4 separate regions of the Mus musculus genome follow, and regions 2, 3 and 4 are each linked to region 1. A link is a contact called in public Hi-C and HiChIP or PLAC-seq data. All regions are on one chromosome and are shown on one strand. Each heading gives the region's core, a stretch centred on a gene start, on an enhancer-like site or on the middle of the called end of the contact. The rest is flanking DNA. Distances are from core to core; before and after follow the strand shown. Region 1 overlaps Basp1 (brain abundant, membrane attached signal protein 1). Region 2 overlaps Myo10 (myosin X). Region 3 overlaps Myo10 (myosin X). Region 4 has its middle 54 kb from the start of Gm2824.

Region 1 (2,700 bases), core at 134-2,633:
AGTGGGTTAGGATTCCAAGCCGTTTCTTCTTCCCTATTTTTAAGAAATATAAGAACGATCCTTGGATGACATAATAAAGACCTTTCTTGAAACTAGGAAGAGTATTTTAGTCATCTTTGTGTTTGTTTCTTTTTTCTGTCTCCTCCAACTCCTAATGGTAACCCAGACGGGAAATTAGCATAGAATGGTGAGAGGAATTTTGACTGAAGAATACTACTCTTTCCCACACCTGACTTTCAAACAGTGTGGGTTATTTCACTATGGTGAATCATAATTACAAGAAGTGGAGTGAAGAAAAAGCTCTCTCTCTCTCCTTTTTTTCCTGAATGGATTGGGAGGCGGGGTAGCTGGGTGAAGAGAGCTCAGGGCCCTGCCAAGAGGAAGCAGAACGTGGTGAGCTCACCAGGAGTTTCTACTCTGTCCTGTGGCCTTGCACGGTGCTTCTCTTCACGACTGCTCCTCCTGTGGGGAGCAACAGGGCCAGTGGGAGGTTAGCCTGGAAAAGTTTTGCCCTCTTGCATTAATAGAAAACAATTAAGTTTTCTGTAGGAAGCACCACGGCAGTGATTTCTCACCGGCACACAGACGCTATATAAACGTGCTTCCGGAAAGGATGGACGAGAGATTTGTGATGTATGATGAGCAGTTCCTCCAGAAAGTTATTTGTAAATTATCAGGGTTTTGTTGTTTTAAAAACAAAAACAAAAAGCAGCGAAGTTGTAGTTCTAAAATGGCTGTCCCTGCCATTTTGTGCTAAGGTGTTCAAGCCTCCTGGATGCTTGAAAGTAGATAGATAAGACCAATACCATGCCGCCTGTCCTCCCTATAGGCAGCTGGGTCATTGATCACCATTTCTTTGTCTCCCCCACCCCCCAACTTGCTGGCCTGCAGGCTTCGCGGCGGGGGCTTTACTTTGTTCTTTGTTACTTCTGATTATGGTAGAATGCCCGTGAAGTCCAGGCTGCTCCCCGCTGTGCCCGAGGTCCTCGACGCCCTCCTCGCCCTGCAGGCAGCCTCCCACCATCCACTTTGCCTACTTTGACCCTAACTCCCCTTCGTCTCCCCTGTGCTTCCTTGCAGAACTCCAAGATGGGAGGCAAGCTGAGCAAGAAGAAGAAGGGCTACAATGTGAACGACGAGAAGGCCAAGGACAAAGACAAGAAGGCCGAAGGCGCGGGCACCGAGGAGGAGGGGACCCCGAAGGAGAGCGAACCCCAGGCGGCCGCCGACGCCACCGAGGTCAAGGAGAGCACGGAGGAGAAGCCCAAGGACGCGGCGGACGGCGAGGCCAAGGCAGAGGAGAAGGAGGCCGACAAGGCAGCGGCGGCCAAGGAGGAGGCGCCCAAGGCCGAGCCCGAGAAGAGCGAGGGCGCCGCGGAGGAGCAGCCCGAGCCCGCGCCGGCGCCCGAGCAGGAGGCGGCCGCGCCCGGGCCCGCTGCGGGCGGCGAGGCCCCCAAGGCCGGCGAAGCGAGCGCCGAGAGCACGGGCGCGGCCGACGGCGCGGCCCCGGAGGAGGGCGAGGCCAAAAAGACTGAGGCTCCCGCCGCCGCCGGCCCCGAGGCGAAAAGCGACGCGGCCCCGGCGGCTTCAGACTCTAAACCTAGCAGCGCGGAGCCCGCGCCCTCGTCCAAGGAGACGCCCGCCGCCTCCGAGGCGCCCAGTTCCGCGGCCAAGGCCCCCGCGCCCGCCGCGCCCGCAGCCGCCGAGCCCCAGGCCGAGGCACCCGCCGCCGCCGCCAGCTCCGAGCAAAGCGTGGCCGTCAAAGAGTAACCGGGACAGCCAACCAGAACCGACGCCACTCGCAAACGACCTGTCTTCTCACGCTCTCTCTCTCTCTGTTTCTCACTCTGTCCTCTCTCTGTCTCTATCCTATACTAACTTGTTTCAAATTGGAAGTGAGGATATGTATTGCCCAAGGGATTAAATAAACAAAAGAAAAGAAAAGAGAAAAAAAATAAAGAGGATGTGTCCCATCAGGGGAGGGAGGGGGCGGGGAGAATCCAAATAGTATTTTTGTGGGGAAATATCTAATATACCTTCAGTCAACTTGACCAGTCAGTCCTGGATTTTCGAGATCATTGTCTGAAAGTACATCATCTGTACCCTGAACCGCTGTCCCCTAGGCTCCATCCTTAAAAACCCCAGCATCTCTCCCGCGATGCAGCTGGGGAGGGAGGCGTTTGATTCTGCCCACAGGACCAGTGCCAAGGCAATCAGATCTTTATGAAAGCAGTATTTTCTGTGTTTCCTTTTTAATTTACAGCCTTTTTCTTAATTTTTTTGGTATTTTTTTAAACGTTCGTGGATGAATGCCAACTTTCAGACGGAGCCCACTTAGCTTGTCCACATGTATCTCAATGCCAACCCTCCATTTTTCCTCTCCAGATATTTTTGGGAGTGACAAACATTCTCTCATCATACTTAGCCTACCTAGATTTCTCACGACGAGTAATGCATGTCCGTGGTTGGGTGCACCTGTAGTTCTGTTTATTGGTCAGTGGAAATGAAAATAAAAAAAAATAAAAAATAAAAAAAAAAGAAGTCTGCGTTCACTGCAGCGCCAGTTTTCTTCCATCTGTGTCTCAGACACCAACACACCACCCATTGGAAAAATGGAAAAAAAATAAATAAAAAAATAAAAAAAATGTACAATGGATGCATTGAAATTATATGTAATTGTATAAATGGTGCAACAGTAAT
Region 2 (2,729 bases), core at 121-2,620, 400 kb before region 1:
GGGTGATGGGCAGAAAAGAGCGTTGACTTAAATCTTTCCTTGAAGATGCAGGGTTCTGGGGTCAGTCAGGGCACTCTTTACAAAGTTCTCCAGATTAAATAGGAGACGGAATGGAATGGACGTCCCTCAGTCTTCCCACTGTGCACTTCCCAACAGTGCTCTCAGGAGGATGGGGGCAGGGGACCCTTAGCCAGTCTTGCTAAGGAGCATCAACTGCATTCAGCAGCACAGCTATTCTGAGGCTAGATCTTGCCACACCAACATGCAAAGCCATCACCATTGCCAGACACACACTGTGGACGCTCCAAACAAACCTCGCCATGAAGCAGAATTTCTGAGCACATCAAGCCTTGGCAGTTGTTGTTCTGAAGATTTGGAGTTTATTCAGGAGTCAGGGGTACTGGGTACCACTGGCTGGCGGCAGACAAGAGATCTAACTGTCAAGATTATGCTCAAGGCAAGCCGGTGTGAGCAGTGGTCAGCTTGGCAGCACACACTAGCGGCACATGATGCTAATCTAGGCTGTCAGGTTCAATGGTAGGAGCTGAGAGTTAGACAAAAGAAAGGACCGGAGTTCCCTGCCTCAGTGAGAATCACCGGGGTGACCTCCCCAGCCGTGGCCAAATGCCCAAGTTCCCTGGGCTGGGAGTCATGAGAAAACAGTGCTCAGACTGTAGTCAGGGTTGGAGGAGGGAGGCCGAGACACTGCTCTGATAGATACAGGTGGCATGTGTGGGTTCAGGAATAGATGCTCTCAAACCTTGCCAAGTTACAAGGTGAGCTCATGGGCTGCGGAAGCTTGGGTGTGGTGAGGTGTGGGGGTGTCAGGGAGGCTGCTGCAATGGGGAGCAGATCAGATCAGAGTGTATGATGAGGCTGTGAACCCACCAACTTTAGAGGCTGCGAGTTCACAGTCGGGGGCTCATCGTTTCCTCCCTGACCCAGGAGGTTGATGCCCCTAGCTGAGTATTCCAGAGACACGTAGGATTTCAGACAGAGATCAATTTCTCTTCTGCAAGCTACGCTGCAATCAGAGACATTCTCAAGGGGTGTCCTGAAGAGAAGGAAAGGCGTGTAATGTCTGTGACCAAATGAAGCCAGCTCATCCACTCTTCAGGGATGAGACAGCAGGCCGGAGTTCAGAAAACTAAAATGGCTAATGGGATCTATAAAGGATAGAATCTGGCTATCCGTTAAGGAGTGGGCTTGGGAGCAGCTTGGTGGAGAGCATGCAGATAGCATCCTCGCCAACCCGGGGAGATCTCATTCAGGGACTATTCAATGGTGGAGGAGGGGCTCTGCCTGGCAGGGAGGCTGGAATCACACCAGTTAACAGATTAGTTACTTTTGCTTACAGAAGCAGAAGAGGCAGGCCCGGTCCTGAAAGCCACCCTGGTGGGAAGCCAGACCACCTGACTCTCCAGCTGTTCAGAGGCTGTCTCAAGCAGAGCCATTTCTCAAGTTTCATCATCGCAAGCACCAAAAAGAATCCACAAGATAGTGTTACACAAGTCTCAGAAATACGTAAGTGGAGGCCAGGTGTGGCGGAGCATCTGAATTCCAGCGCTAGAAGGCAAAGCAGGAAGACCTGATTGATGCAAGTTCAAGGTCTGCCTGGACTAGGTAGAAAATTCCAAGACAGAGACCTTATCATTAAAAAGCCCCAAACAACAAAAAGACCCACAGAAAGAGGATGGAAATGATAATTTATTCTAAGTCAGACCACAGCCCCGCAGAGGCTGACAGAAGGCTCAGCCCTCTGTAGAAATCCCATCTGGAAACCCTCAGAGAGCAGCCTTGGGCGTGATCTAAGGGACCCAAGGCAGCCTTTTCATCCCATGAAACTAAACCCGACCTCAATGCATTCATTATCACTACCATTTCTCCAGCCACCATACTGAACAGGTCACAAGCCCCTCTATTCAGACTCACTCTGACAAATCATGCTGAGACATACAAATTAGGAGGGCAGCTGTCTCTCTTTGCTGGCAAGGACGCCCACACTGCTCATTAGAATGCTGAATAGCCGCGGATCTCACTGAGTCACGCTCCAAGGTTATGGGCCGAGCAATGTGAACAGGATTCATAGCTAGAAAAAGGCAGGACTGAAACAGGGTATGTGGGAACGAGCAGGCAAACACTCTTCAATGTCCAGACCTGAAATATTGTCAACTGAGATCTGGAACGCTTATGAATCCATAGCAGACAGGACACACTGCGGCAGCCATCTGCATCACCGAGTAGGTGATAACCAGGAGGATCCACGTTCACAAGCCCTTGCTTCTTAGGTGTTTAAACGTCAAGGGTATTTCCAAGCTTCTGGAAGATTATGCTTCTAAGAAGCATAATATAGTTAATATACAGAGGAAAACAAAGGGTTTCAGATATAGACAGACAGACACATACATAAACGCATGCGCGCGCGCCGCGCGCACCCCCCCCCCCCCACAAATTGGAGCTAAGAAGTCTAATAAATTAGCTAAAGAAAGATGAAAACAGCAACTTAGAAGAAGTCAAGCCAAACACCCAGCCACCAAGCAGAGCGGCCATTTGGGAGACTAAACCTGTCCTCAGTGCTAAACACACAGTCACAGAGGAGCTAGGCCAGGTTTGAGTGGCTGCCCCTTCCCATTTCAGGGACAACAACCTGAGATGAAGCAACCTCATTTGCATAAAAATACAGCTGAGAAAAACTCAGTAACAAACATAGTTGATTTATAAATATTCAT
Region 3 (2,700 bases), core at 75-2,574, 420 kb before region 1:
GGTGGTGCACGCCTTTAATCAATCCCAGCACTTGGGAGGCAGAGGCAGGTGGATTTCTGAGTTCGAGGCCAGCCTAGTCTACAGAGTGAGTTCCAGGACAGCCAGAGCTACACAGAGAAACTCTGTCTTGAAACAAACAAACAAACAAACAAAGTTAAAGAAACCCTTAAGTTGCTATGCCAAAAATATTGGTCAAATCTGAGGAACTAAAGACAACATTTAATACATAAGAGAAAAAGCCAAACGTAAGAAAAAAAAAAAAAGAACACATTTAAACTATATAGATTCCCTCCTTATTAAAAGAAATACATTGAGTGGCTTGGACTGTACTTCAATACACCCCAGGAGAGTGAGTGGGCCAGCTTCCTCAGGGTCTGCAGAAAAGCCATGCTGAGCCTCATTTTTAAGATGCCAGTTCTGGTCTATCTATGACTACACCATTCTGAATGTGCCTGATCTCATCTCCAACCAGTCAGGAGTTTATGGCTTGGCAGACGGCTCTGCTAGTGAAGTACGTACACTACCTGAGTGGATTCTCAAAGTCTTTGTAAAAACAGCTTGAGTTGTTTAGACCTGCTTATAACCCTAGCACTAGGGAAGAGAGGTAGGTGGATCTCCTGGGTCACTGGCCAGCATAGCCCACTATAGACTCCTGGGTGAGGTCTAGGCCAATGAGAGCCCTCCCACCCCCACCCCCACTCTCCCACCTTTAGGGACAAGATGGCAGATACTCACGGAGGACTGCGCCCCTTCTGAGCTGAACCGGTACGCTCCGGAACTGTTGTAGGTTCCCACGGAATACCTGTAGTCGGGGGACCACTGGCTTCCATAGGAGTTGGAGAAAGTCACGCTGCTGCCTGACGTGATGGCGCCATCCTCGTAATCGTCCTGGTCATAGTCATAGTCGCCGTCGGGGGAGGGCAGGTCGCCGTTGTTCTGCGGCATGCAGTAGGTGGACTCCCCACTCGAGGAGTTGTGCAGGCTAGCGGAGTCCTGCATGGACGCAGCAAGAAGCACCGTACTGTCGGCACTGGGGCTGGTGGGCACCACCGTGTAGTTCATGTAAGGGTCCTCCTCGGATGAGTCGTCGCTCGTCCGGATGCCACTCGTTCGCTGGTCGGAGTGGCCGTGCTCGCTGGGGTTGGGCGAGTCCTTGAAGGCGTCGTCATCCGCCTCGAAGCCCTCGTCCACCTCCTCCTCCGCGGGGTAGGGCTGGCTGAAGTTGAAGTTTGGCTTCTCTCCGCTGGCACTCTCGGCAAGCTCACTGAGCTCTTCGCCCGAAATCTCGCTCCCTACCGACAGGGAGCGCTCGATGTTGCGGACGCACTCGTCGATCTCGTCGAAGTTGAGCGACTCCAAGAACTCCTGGGCGGCGCGGCAGGCCTCATCCTCCAGCCTGCGCAACTCCTCATCCCGCAGCTGCTGCAGCTTCTGCAGGGAGGCCTCGGTCAACGACAGCTCCTGCCGCTCCTTCATGCGCTGCAGATCCTCGATTTCCTTCTCCAGGCGGAGGATCTCCTCCACCTGCTTGTTCTCCCTTTGCTTTTCCAGCTCCCTGGTCAAGTCCGCTTCCCTCTGGCTCTTCTGCAAGGCTTCCAGTTCTTGCTGCCTCCTTGTCTCTGCCTCCTGGACCAGGGGCAAGGTGGGTTTTAGAACAAGCACCTTCTTCCTGTTCTACACACTGAACTGTGGCCCCACCCAAACGACAAGCTGAAACCCTAACCCCAGCGCCTCAGAATAACTACTACGGTTGGACAAGGGGCTTTTAATCGGGTGACTAAGTTAAAATGAGGTGGGGCCCGATGACTGGAGCCTGCATCCAATCTGAATGGCGTCCTTATAAAAAGAGGACAGTGGGAGTCAGACACCTGAAATGAATATCAAGGACGGACCACGGCGTGAGGTGGCCACCCATGGAAATGGCAACAGAATGTGAAGGCGTCTCTAAGACACTAACATGGTGTTGCTCTGCCACAGAGAAACCATACTTCGATTCACACTGAAAGCCCAAGACTTTCTCTACGCTCCATGCCACTGTGCTGGGAAAGAGAGTGCCCCCGAAACATCCCCTCAGCCTGTGTTCCCACTATCTCCTACTTTATTTCCATTGTGAATCTTCAGACCCAGTGTCCAAGTCTGAAGCAGGAAGGTAGTACATAAAGCCCCAGAAATCGCTGCGCTCCTCACCTGATGGGCACGGAGGAGGTCAGCTTCTCTTTGCGCTCGCTCTCTTTCTCTAAGAAAGGGAAAGAAAAGCAGCTGGTGAAAATCAACAACCTTGACACCAATCTTCACCAGCTCTCCTCCTTCGGCAGTGCTGGGGGGCTCGTCTGTCCGAGGCAAACACTCTATCGCTGAGCTATGTACGCAACCCGGAGAAGATCTTTGCCAGTTAAAAAGGAAGAAGCGGGTTGGGGAGATGTCTCGGTCTGTAACGAGCTTGCTTTCTGAGCAGGAGCCCTGAGTTCAGACCCTCTGCATCCACGTGGTGTGATCTGCAGCAGCACACACCTGTAATTCCAAGGCTGGAGGAGCAGAAGCAGGTGGCACCGTGGAGCCTGCTGCTCAGTCACTTGTCCAGAACAATAAGGCGTCTGACTCAACCCCTGCCCTCCACGTGCACGCAGGCACGTTACGTACGCAGGCACGTACACAGGTCAGTCAGCCTGCTCAGATTTGTAAGCTTCAGGGTCAGCGGAG
Region 4 (2,809 bases), core at 46-2,545, 400 kb after region 1:
ATAGCATCAGTAATAGCGTCAGGCCTTGGAGCCTTAGGGAAGGGTATTTGTTGTTTGGGTTCCATAAAGAGTGATGCAACTTACACCTACCATGAAGACAGTCTTTAGTTAACTGTGTTACAAATCATTTTAATAGTATCTTTTCTATTATTTTTAACTACAAAATATTTTGTGACTAGAGCAATACTTAAGAAAGAATAATGTATTAATATCAAAAAATTTGAACTTAAAATTGAGTTCAGTTGGCAAATTACTTCTTTGCTTTCTTTCCATCAATTAATTTCATAAGGAATTATAAACTCCTGAATGCCACCAATGCACTTTCTCTCTTTTAATATAAGTTCTAAGACTAGAGCCACCGATGAAGAGTAATTTATTAGGTGATTTTGTTGTTAGAATTATTTTTCAATCTCCAAAGTTGGAATTATCTGACAATATGTAAATGAATTCTATATTCCTTGCATCACACATTTCTAAATTGTAAGATTGTGAACCTAGAATCTGATTCCATGAAAATGAATACAGATGTGTTTTATTACTGTAAAGGTCTGTTTTATGTTTGTGTTTGTCAGACAAAATTGTGTTCTAATCTTTACATTTAGGCAGTACTATTATTTAACTATATATTGCAGGTGTGGAAAAATGAAGTTTAAAAAAAAAACCTTAAGCAAATTGCCAGATACATAATGAGACTAAAGTAGAAGCTAAACAATCACCTTTTCAATGGTTAGCATAGAATTGCCTGTCTAAATTTAAAAGAGAACCAAAATATAGTCAACAAATAATTTAACCACCGAGTCTATGCCACACACCCAGGTAGCCAGGAGAGAAGTAAGGGAGTAAATAAGGCATGATTCTGAAAGGCTTGTAATTATCTGGTTGAAGTAAGATGCAATGAGGCTTTGCAATTATCTACATCACTGTGTGCAGTGACAGACAATAATCGTTATAAACAACAAAAACAATAGTAAGAAGGCACACAGTAAGCCCAGGCGTATGTTGTCAGGATAGCATCTTTATGATGTTGTAGAACAGGATTTGGCTCAGTGTGGTAACTAATAAAACCTTTCTAGAACATCCCAGAGGATTTGATCTCCCTAGAAAGCGCAGCCTGTCTTGTGTCACAGTGTTTGCTGTGAGGATCCTGATGGCTGCTTGGCTCCGGTTCTTGACTAAGGCATTTGGCAGGGATCCCACTTGTCTTTGCATTTATTTGACCCCTGGATGCCCTGCCTTCCCCAGTGACCTAGGTCATTACCAGGAACAGAACCTGCTGCTCTCATGCTGCTTTCCAGTACTGACTGAGCAAATTCCTCATCTAAATTCTGCAGAGCTTGGCAGTAAGCTCCAGCAGGGACATATGTAGGCAGAGCAAATGGAGGCTTATGTAACTGCCCAAACAACTCATGCCAGGTTCAACTCAGGCAGAAACACTCATTTTGATATAAACAAGGTATACGCGTCCCTTGGTTTAAGATCATACATTTTAATTTGGACTCAATATGCAATATAACAAAGCATGCTACTTTTAATAATTGTACAGAGATTCTGTACAATATAAATTATAAAACACTGAATAATCCATGAGTTGATTGTATAAAAGTTAAATGAAAATATAGGAAATCTGATTTGGGATATTTCTGGATCTAGCACCGTTGGCAGACATGAGGTAGATTTTAAAACTGCGAATCAGTCTGCTGTGTGTGGAAGTTTTAGGATCACAGTTTCAGAACCCCGGAGGATCCAATTAACTCTTTTCTCCAGGCGCTTGGTTAAAATTAGATATTGTCTTTCTTCTTTTTCCTCATCCTTCCTACTTTCTGTCCATTCCTCTGCCCTTGGTTCTAGTTGAATATATCCACAGTGCACAGCAGTTAAAAGAATCTCCATTCCCCTGATAAACTAATTGGAGTTAATGTCTTCAGACAGGGTTGACCTATCTGTGATCTGAATAAAAAAATGCCCCCATAACTTGGTCATTTGAATAAATGGTTCTCAGTGGGAGGTGATGTGTGGAGAGACTTGTGTTGTACAGCCTTGGTGAAGGAAGGACTTCATTGGCTTTGAGACCGCATAGCCTGTCTTCACTTCAAGTTTGCTTTATCTGCTTTGTGGTTACATTTGAAGATGTGAGCTCTCCGATGCTCCTCGTGTCAAGCCTGCCACTTACTGTTATGCTTCCTCACCATGATGAACTTGTCCTTCTGCAACCATAGGCCAAAAATAAACTCCTTCCATAAGCTGCTTTTGGTTATGGAGTTTTTATCAGAAGCACAAAATATTAACTAGGACAGCCTAACTCACTGTGGGGCCCAGGCTGTCCTTGAACTCATGATCCTGTTGCCTCAGCCTCTTAGTAGTGGGATTACAGGCATGTACCAGCATATCAGTTTTTACTGCCTTGTCCTTGACGATGAATAGAGATGCTTTATAGAGATGTCTCTGTCTTTAAATGAAGACTGTTACCTTATTACAAAGAGCTAAAAAATATTTGGAAACAAAGCAGAGCTCAGGAAGACTTTAAGCTTTATGAAAATTCAATTGTTGTTTATAAGTGTCCCTTTCCAAATGTGCATTGCTACCGATGTGGAATATATATATATATGTATATATATATATATATATATGTATATATATGCATATATATATATATATATATATACATACATACACACACACATAGTCAGCACACACACACACACACACACACACACACATACATATATATATATATATATACTGGTATATACATTCACACATTTATGTATATTATATATAATAGAGGTATTATATTAAAGCGTTAGTCTAA

Evidence for each region. A called contact is a pair of places that touch in the nucleus more often than the background predicts. HiChIP or PLAC-seq counts read pairs in DNA pulled down with a chosen protein or histone mark.
Region 2: a contact with region 1 is called in an H3K27ac HiChIP or PLAC-seq map of embryonic stem cells, with 3 times the contacts expected there. The contact joins two enhancer-like sites. A contact is called at or near these places in 9 of 115 datasets of contacts at active chromatin or transcription factors (embryonic stem cells and epiblast stem cells) and 1 of 9 other capture datasets (adipose tissue).
Region 3: a contact with region 1 is called in an H3K27ac HiChIP or PLAC-seq map of embryonic stem cells, with 5 read pairs. The contact joins two enhancer-like sites. A contact is called at or near these places in 2 of 115 datasets of contacts at active chromatin or transcription factors (both in embryonic stem cells) and 1 of 9 other capture datasets (adipose tissue).
Region 4: a Hi-C map of forebrain shows a contact between it and region 1, with 2.9 times the contacts expected there. The contact joins two enhancer-like sites. A contact is called at or near these places in 1 of 484 Hi-C or Micro-C datasets (forebrain) and 1 of 9 other capture datasets (embryonic stem cells).

The regions. Positions count from the first base shown.
Region 1 is chr15:25,363,299-25,365,998 of GRCm38.p6, reverse strand. Basp1 (brain abundant, membrane attached signal protein 1) reads left to right here. Exons shown (of 2, transcript NM_027395.2): 2 at 1,081-2,700. The coding sequence starts at 1,090. The coding sequence ends at 1,770. Among named protein-coding and RNA genes, the nearest start is that of Gm36555, 32 kb to the right of the region's middle. Within about 2 kb of position 1,383, at least 98 of the 459 cell types and tissues checked have an H3K27ac peak or open chromatin away from gene starts, as enhancers often do. A contact at or near this core is called in embryonic stem cells and forebrain, where this site is marked.
Region 2 is chr15:25,761,157-25,763,885 of GRCm38.p6, reverse strand. All of the region lies in intron 19 of Myo10 (myosin X), which reads right to left. Among named protein-coding and RNA genes, the nearest start is that of Retreg1, 81 kb to the left of the region's middle. Within about 2 kb of position 1,370, at least 123 of the 459 cell types and tissues checked have an H3K27ac peak or open chromatin away from gene starts, as enhancers often do. A contact at or near this core is called in embryonic stem cells, where this site is marked.
Region 3 is chr15:25,779,900-25,782,599 of GRCm38.p6, reverse strand. Myo10 (myosin X) reads right to left here. Exons shown (of 41, transcript NM_019472.2): 24 at 2,188-2,236; 25 at 736-1,626. Among named protein-coding and RNA genes, the nearest start is that of Retreg1, 62 kb to the left of the region's middle. Within about 2 kb of position 1,324, at least 16 of the 459 cell types and tissues checked have an H3K27ac peak or open chromatin away from gene starts, as enhancers often do. A contact at or near this core is called in embryonic stem cells, where this site is marked.
Region 4 is chr15:24,968,002-24,970,810 of GRCm38.p6, reverse strand. No RefSeq gene overlaps it. Among named protein-coding and RNA genes, the nearest start is that of Gm2824, 54 kb to the left of the region's middle. Within about 2 kb of position 1,295, at least 36 of the 459 cell types and tissues checked have an H3K27ac peak or open chromatin away from gene starts, as enhancers often do. A contact at or near this core is called in forebrain, where this site is marked.